2 separate regions of the Ovis aries genome follow, and region 2 is linked to region 1. A link is a contact called in public Hi-C data. All regions are on one chromosome and are shown on one strand. Each heading gives the region's core, a stretch centred on a gene start, on an enhancer-like site or on the middle of the called end of the contact. The rest is flanking DNA. Distances are from core to core; before and after follow the strand shown.

Region 1 (4,188 bases), core at 717-3,216:
AACACAGGTAACAACCATACCTACCTCAAGGGACAGTTTTGAAGTTAAAATGATTTATATATAAAGCTTTCCAAATGATGCCTGGCAAAAAAAAAGCACTACTGACAAAGCCTTGTTCTCTCATCACTGCAATACCACGACAACTATGACTTCTGTTATGATCAAGGCCCCATCAGCACCCTCAACGTCCCACTGCTAGGATCAGTTACACCGTAAGAACCACAAACAAACAGGCAACGGGACTTCCTTCCCTCGTGGGCCATTCTCTCAGGAGAGAAATGCCGGCCGCCAGGAGGCTGGGGGACGCTGCCATTGGAGGTGGTGCCTCTGGCCCTCCTTTCTGGCATCCCGGCACATCCCCACACCTCTGTGCCTCCCCCGGCCGATAAAAACTTCATCTCCCTATCCTGCACACTCTTTCTTAGAAAAATGTGGAAAATACATCCTTCACATGCCCCCATCCATTCAGAATGATGCATCAAGAATATATCATAATATGTTTATAAGAGAGTTAGGTTATAGAAGGTGGAGCTTGGAGAGGCACCCATTGCTACCCTTTAATAAATTTAGATAAAGTATGTGTTTAGTCATTTTAAATAAAGATACTTAGTTAAGACTTTAAAATCTTTAGACAAAATTAAAATATTTAATTGTAAAAAGTATACAATCGGGGGGGGAAAAATAACTCCTGAAACTCAGTGGTCCCAGGAGGCCTCAGGAACCCACCCACAAGCAGTTTCATTTGTGACTGGGGAGCCCTGACCCTCTCTGGCCACAGCTGATTGGAACCAGGTAACAGCTGTCCCCAGCCCACCCCTCAGATTGTGGCCTGAACATCAGAAGAAAAGACACAGACAAGGCCATCAAATGGTACGGATGTCAGCGACACAGGTCATAAGTCAACAGTCAGCACCTGGGAGCCAAAGTCACAGCGAGAGCCTGGGTGTGGGGAAGGGTCCCAGAGATGAGTCCACACGGGCGTGAGGGCAGCCCTGGCCAGCTGGGTTTCTCGCCCCACATGGGCCCATGTGAACCCCCTCGGCCCCTCGTTAGAGGTGCAGGAGACTCCCTGTTACAGAGGCAGTCTTTAGTCCCTCTGAAAAAACATGACCTCAACTAGCCTGGCAGGTTCACGGAGCATATCACAGATGTGTTCTTCACCCTTGCCCTTCGTTACAGAGTGTGCACAACACAGGAAGAGTCCTTTCTTAAGATTTATATACCAACACCCCAAGCTACTGCCCTACTTTGTGTCAGTAGAATAGGAAATTAAAGCAGAGAGGAATTCTGCAAAAATACTCATTCTGCAAAAGGATTTCAAGCTCTATGGATCACCTACTCCAGAACATCTATACAATACCTGCTTCGTGGAAGAAACATGGATTCCTTGATGAACACGGAACCGGAGAGAAGGATGTACCAGCAGGTCCCAATGTCATCAGGACTGAAAAGAAAAGACAATAACATCAGATGATTATCTCCAACAAATAGAAATAAAAACACACAAAGCACATCGTACCCATGTTAACCTCAGAATCCTGAAGAACAATGAAGTATGATAAACCATGTACCTAAAATACCATTCTTCAACCACTGGAATAACTTTTAAAAATGATTTTTCACAGCCAAATAACCTAACGATATCTATCAGTATATTTAAAGCTACAGCATGTGCCATTTTCATTCCATGTTTTATTTTTTAGTTTAAATTTTTGAGCTGAAAATATTTTATTTTGTTTCATAAAAAGAAACTTACAAAGAGGTAAAGAGTAGAACTGTTTTCCCACCCATCTCCCCTGTCTACCAAGCCCCCACATTTCTCTACCACAGTTGCGGGCATCATTTAGAACTTCCTCATCCACACAAGGATGGACAAACACTCATTCCCTCCGCCCTCTTTCCTTCTTTAGACAGAAAAGAGGGCATATGCTACAGCGTTCCTTCCTATGTGCTGACGCAGAAGTCTTTTATCAGAAGACAGCTCTCTTATTAGACGTGGCTTATCTGACTTAAGCAAGTCCCTGCGTGTGTGCTTGTGTGCTAAGCTGCTTCATTCACGTCTCACTCTGTGGACTCACTCGTGGACTGTAGCCCACCAGGCTCCTCTGTCCATGAGATTCTCCAGGCAAGAATACTGGAGTTGGTTGCCCATACCCTCCTCCAGGGGATCTTCCTGACCCAGGGATCAAACCCACATCTCCTGCATCTCCTGCATTGCAGGGGGATTCCTTACTTATGAGCCACTGGGGAGCCACACAAGCCCCTACTGCCCATCATTTCAGTGGTTTTTAATGTAGGCAATCATTGAAAAATAAAAGGAAAACTGTAATAAGTGATCTTGCACCTACAGGAGTAACTGTGATTAGTAACTAGATGTGTAGCTGCTGAGTCAAAGGGCACAGACAGTATAACTTTGATAAATATTGGGTGGTTATTGAGTAACTCCAGAGAAGGCAATGGCACCCCACTCCAGTACTCTTGCCTGGAAAATCCCATGGACGGAGGAGCCTGGTAGGCTGCAGTCCATGGGGTCGTGAAGAATCGGACATAACTGAGCAACTTCACTTTCACTTTTTAGTTTCACGCACTGGAGAAGGAAATGGCAACCCACTCCAGTGTTCTTGCCTGGAGAATCCCAGGGACGGGGGAGCCTGGTTGGCTGCTGTCTATGGGGTCACGGAGAGTCGGACACGACTGAAGCGACTTAGCAGCAGCAGCAGCACTGAGTAACTCAGGAGCCTACCACCTCCCCAAGGCCGTGCTAGTGGAGTCTATTTATGTAATGAATATTTAACAAATTTTCAATGAGGGCTGTTCTAGGTGCCGAGGGGACTTCAGGAAACAACAGCAACAAAGACCCCGTCCTCCTAGGGCTTATATTCTGGTTGGACAATACACACTAAAATAAACACACTTAACTTCCCTGGCTATTCAGTGCTTAAGAGTCCGCGCTTCCAAGGCAGGGGGCATGGATTTGATCCCTGGTCAGGGAACTATTAATAAGAACCCACATACCATGTGGCATGGCCAGAAAGCTAAAAAATAAATAAAAGAAATAAACAATAAATATAATAAATTAGTAAATTATAAATCCATTATCTGGGGAATAAGCTAGTGTGTAGGGCAAGGAAAATGGGAGTGGGTTGTGATAACTTTAAATGCTCACTGAGCAGAGCACAATGGTCTCATTGAAAACAGAACATCTGAGCAAAGGGGATGAGGGGCCAGTGGCTCCCAGATGGTGAGGCTTCTCAGCCAAGGGCATGGAGGCTGTGTAGAGGCCTCGGGCTGGGCAGCTGGGCAGGGCGGACGGGGTGCAGAGAGGCAAGGGGTGAGGGCATTCCATCCCTGAACCTGGTTGTTTATCACACTTTGGAGGTTTTGCCAATCTGCTCGACAAAAACTGTATCTCAGTTCACTTTTACTTTTCCTCTTATTATTGTAAAAGCACCTTTCTTCTTATGTTCACAAGCCCTACCCATTCCTTTTTCTGTGAAATCATAACTTTTAGCCAATGCTCTACAAGCCGTGGGACTTTTTCTTATCTGGAAGCACTTTATTAAAACTATCATTTTGAAGACATGAGCTGTGACATGACCCCCCAGGTTGCTGCTTCAGCTTTGACTTTTGTTTCGTGTGGTTTTTGCCATGTGCTGAGTTCTTTTTATTTTAAAGAGCCAAGTTTATCAAATTTATTTGTCAGGATAGAGCTCAGCTTACTATGAAAACAGAAAGCCAAACACAGCAGTGGCTGAAGCACGGAGAAAGTTCATTTCTTTCGCATGTACAGTAACAAGCGGTGCTGGAACCAGGTTCTCCCTGCTGTGTGGCTCGGTCACCCCAGCCCGTGGCCCCCGTCTCAGAGTCTAAGGGGCTGCTCCAAACCTCCCCGCCGCATGCACATTCTAACCACTGGAAGGAGGTACGCACCCACCCATCTTTGAGAGGACGGCATGGAACCTGCATCCTGGCAAACCACACTTGAAACAGTCTGCAGCAACCTCTGCCAAATCTTTTCTATTTTGGCAAACAGATTCCGAAAGTTTTTAAAGGACACCAAGACCTCCCAGGTGGCGTTAGTGGTAAAGAACCCGTCTGCCAATGCAGGAGACATAAGAGACGCGGGTTCGATCCCAGGGTCAGGAAGATCCCCTGGAGAAGGGAATGGCAACCCACTTCAGTATCCCT
Region 2 (4,188 bases), core at 786-3,285, 480 kb after region 1:
AAATTTCGGGGCCTGGAGTGCCCCCAGGAAGAACAATGCCTGCTATGTGGCAGCCAGTGAGCCACCTCAAGCTGCCACTCCTCCCTACACCAAACGAGAAACTAAAGATGTAAAAAATCAGATCCCAAGATACTGACCCAGATAACTGAGATACACGTAAAAGAAATGATTTCAGTAAGGCCAGACTCATACATCTTCCCATACATAAAAAACCCACTAAATTCCTTAACTTGAAATATCTGGTTTTCCTTAATTAATAATAATCTTTTGATGTTCAGACTACCTGCCTCTTGTTACAAACTTCTATATAACCTGATTCACCTTACCCCTGCGTCCTCGGAACAATTCGCTCAGGGTCACTTGAAATGCTGTCTGTTGGGGTTAAAGTCCTAAAATTGCCACCAAATAAAACATAACTCACAACATTTAGGTCTTGACTATTTTTTACCTTGGCAATGTGGAATATGGATTTCCTGGTGGTCCAGTGATCCAACTACTGAGCCCATGCACTGCAGTCACTGAAGCCTTCGCACCTAGAACCTGTACTCTGCAACAAGAGAAACCATCCACCGTGATGAGAAGCTCACACACCACAGCGAAGAGTTTCTACCACTTGCCACAACTAGAGAAAGTTTTTGTGCAGCAACAAAGACCCAGCACAGCCAGAACTAATAAAATACATTTTTAAAATAATGTGGAACAGAAGAGATTGTGAGTTAAGCAAAATGAAACACCACCAACCACACCAAAGGCCAGTATTCATCTAAAGAAGGTGATATTGTGTATATGGTGGGATTGAAAGGGAGTCGTCTATTATGAACTCCTTCTGGAAGACCAAAGGATTAATTCCAACAAGTACTACCCTCAGACCAACTGAAGGCACTTCATGAAAAGTGTCCAGAAGTAGTCAACAGAAAACACATAATCTTCTATCAGGATAATTCAAGGCCACGTATTTCTTTGATGACCAGGCAAAAACTGTTACAGCTTGGCTATGAATTCATCCCCTGTATTCAATGAGCCTTTAAATTTCCATTTATTTTGGTTTTTACAAAATTCTCTTAACGGAAAAAACTTCAATTCCCTGGAATACTGTAAAAGGCACCTGGTATTAATAGTCACTCAGTTGTGTCTGATTCTATGTGATCTCGTGGACCATAGCCAGCCAGGCTCTTCTGTCCATGGGATTTTCTCAGCAGCAATAGTGGAGTGGGTTGCCATTCCTTTCTCCAGGGATCTTCCTAACCCAGGGATTGAATGTGGGTCTCTCACATTGCAGACAGATTCTTTACTGTTTAAGCCACAGAGCCCTGGCTTGCTATTAATAGTTCTTTGCCCAATAAGAGAGAAAGTTTGGGGAAAATGGAATTATGAAGTTGAGTGAAAAGTGACAAAAGGTAGTGGGACCAAACAGTGAATATATTGTTCAATAAAGTTCTTGGTGAAAATGAAAAATGTGTCTTTTATTTTTACTTAAAAAACCAAAGGAACTTTTTGACCAACCCGATACATTCTGAATTGGCTTTGGAGTCACACTGGGCAACTTTTGTGACCTCATTGGCACTTATTTGTCTGATAATAGGATGTTAATATCCCCTATGACACAGTTAAGTTGAAGACTGAATAACATTGTTATGTAAAGCACTTAGCACAGAGCCTGCCACATGGCAGTGAGCAGTAGGTGCTGGTTATTATTTTTGTGATAATTGTAAAATCCATGTCGAGGAAGTCCTTTTAGATAAATGTAAACTGGATTTTAACAATGGTTTTTTGGGTTCACGTCAGTGTATCTATCACTGGTTCTGGTCTATCAGAGAACTACACATTTTGCAACTGAAAATAGTTAATCTTATTTCTCCTCAGAAAAGGAACAGACATAGCCCTCTTACTTGGTGTTATTGTCAACTGATCATCAATACTGTTTTTGTCGTGTCACCTCCAGCACCTAGAAGAAGAATGTCACACTGGGAGTCCTTAGGCCTGGAGTCCCAGGCACCATTTCTGTCTGTGGGATGATTTCTGCTCCTGGTAGACTCTGCTGTCCCCTGGTGGCCTCTGCTGTCTTCCATTGGTTCCATGTTCCAGGTCAGAAAACCAAGTTATTCTTATAGAGTCATACATATAGTAGGCAGAGCCTGTATATTGCTTTTCCGTTCTTGATTGTTCTTGTATTGGAATCAGCCATTTCTCTATGTGGTTCAGAGCAGGGGCCCTAACTCAGTACTCTCTCCCACACATTACCACCTTATTAACACCAGCCCTCCCCTCTAGGAGCAGAATTGTGCTGTCTCCTTAAAGAGTTACATGTTGACCAGTTCCGATTTTGCTGTCAGAGCCTGACTTTAAACATCTAAGATCCTGAAGCTTTCTCCCCAAACCCTGGTGTCCTTCCTGATTTCCTGTCTTTGACAATGTGCTTGGGTGTTACTCCGAAGTTGTCTGTGTCCTTGTCACAGCCTATAACCACGCAAACGTATAAACACAAATTTATTTTTTGGTAACTCACCTTTAAGTTCAATTTTGAATTGTCTATTCCAAAGGGTTGGTGATACCATCATCTTTGCCAATTTCTGGTATCCCACCTTCCCCCACCACCAGGGTTGGATCTAAATTTGAGAATGTCTAGTGTGGCGGCAAGTGTTTCGGTTGGGACCTCTGGTTCCCAGTGCCATCTGTCTACATGGGCATACAGTGAGAAACTCAGCATCCTAACCCAGTCATTGGCTCTCCCAACCTCTCCTGGGCTCAGAGTTCCTTTCTGCAAGCTCCCATCTAAGAAAGAAGGTGCCTCCTCTTCCAGGAGGAGAAAAGGGCATCAGAGGATGAGATGGCTGGATGGCATAATCGATGGAATGGACATCAACATGGGCAAACTCCGGGAGATGGTGAGGGACAGGGAGGCCAGGCGTGCTGCAGTCCATGGGGTCGTGAAGAGCTGGACAGGACGGGGAGACTGAACAACAGCAACTTCCAGGGCACACTGACAAATACAGAGATGTTGTTTTGCTCACTCTCCAAGTTAAGGACCATTTCTACCGGTCCATTTCTACCTTTCCTCTTTCTCCCCACTTTCTACCATCCACAACCTCCTCTTTTGTCCAGCACAAGAGGGGAGTTTGTTTGTTTCAGTTTTTTCTGTGAGTGGAAAGCCAAGCTTGTACAGAACATGTTTTATCCACATCTCTTGCTCCGCCAGTTTTTTTTTAGTTCCTGTAAGCCAAGCTTTTTGCAGTATGAAAGCCAGGACGGACTCCTTTTATTCCTTCCTCTGTTTTCTTTTCTTTCTCTGCATCTTTCCCTTAAAGCGATAAATAAGCACAGGATGCCTAGCTGCTTGTTTGGGGTGGAGTCATGCACAAAAACACTGAAAGAAGATAATACTGGTTAGGGGAGGCAATCTGTTAATATTATCCTACCACACTAGGAACAGACAGAAACAGTAATAGGGCTCTTAGGAATAATATCCCTCCCTCTCTCCGAATGAAACTGTGTCCTTAGCCTTAAGAAATAGTGCATAGTCAACTGAGTCCTTTGGCTGTCCACCTGAAACTATCACAACATTGCTAATAGGCTATACTCCAATATAAAAAGAAAGTTATAAAAATTATATACAATATATTATATTAATATATTATTAATAATCAATCAATATAATTATATTATATATTATACAAGAAAATTATAAAATATATATTAATATTACTACAATGATAATATATTATTAAAATATATTATATTATATTAATATATTAAATTATATATTATAATATATAATATATATCATATATAATATATACCAGGACTTCCCTGGTAGTTCTGAGGTTAAAGCGTCTGTCCGCAATACGGGAGACCCAGGTTCGATCCCTGGGTTGGGAAGTTCCCCTGGAGAAGGAAATGGCAACCCACTCCAGTATTCTTGCCTAGAGAATCCCATGGACAGAGGAGTCTGGTGGGCTACAGTCCACGGGGTCGCAAAGAATCGGACATGACTGAGTGACTTTTCACTTCATATATATATATATATATATATATATATATATATATATATATATATAGAGAGAGAGAGAGAGAGAGAGAGAGAAAGAGAAATAATTCATAGTCTTGGCTCTGTTCCTTCCTACACATTGGGCAAGACTTCAGAACTGAGAGTCCTGTCTTAAGGAGACTGACAATGAGACAGGTTGTCTG

What was found. A called contact is a pair of places that touch in the nucleus more often than the background predicts.
Region 2: a contact with region 1 is called in a Hi-C map of liver, with 4 times the contacts expected there. The contact joins two enhancer-like sites. A contact is called at or near these places in 4 of 16 Hi-C or Micro-C datasets (hypothalamus, liver and tail adipose tissue).

The regions. Positions count from the first base shown.
Region 1 is chr17:40,027,260-40,031,447 of ARS-UI_Ramb_v3.0, forward strand. It overlaps RAPGEF2 (Rap guanine nucleotide exchange factor 2), which reads right to left. Exons shown (of 30, transcript XM_060400663.1): 4 at 1,361-1,444. Among named protein-coding and RNA genes, the nearest start is that of RAPGEF2, 100 kb to the right of the region's middle. Within about 2 kb of position 1,967, at least 12 of the 54 cell types and tissues checked have an H3K27ac peak or open chromatin away from gene starts, as enhancers often do. A contact at or near this core is called in liver, where this site is marked.
Region 2 is chr17:40,506,121-40,510,308 of ARS-UI_Ramb_v3.0, forward strand. No RefSeq gene overlaps it. Among named protein-coding and RNA genes, the nearest start is that of PPID, 4.1 kb to the right of the region's middle. Within about 2 kb of position 2,036, at least 2 of the 54 cell types and tissues checked have an H3K27ac peak or open chromatin away from gene starts, as enhancers often do. A contact at or near this core is called in liver, where this site is marked.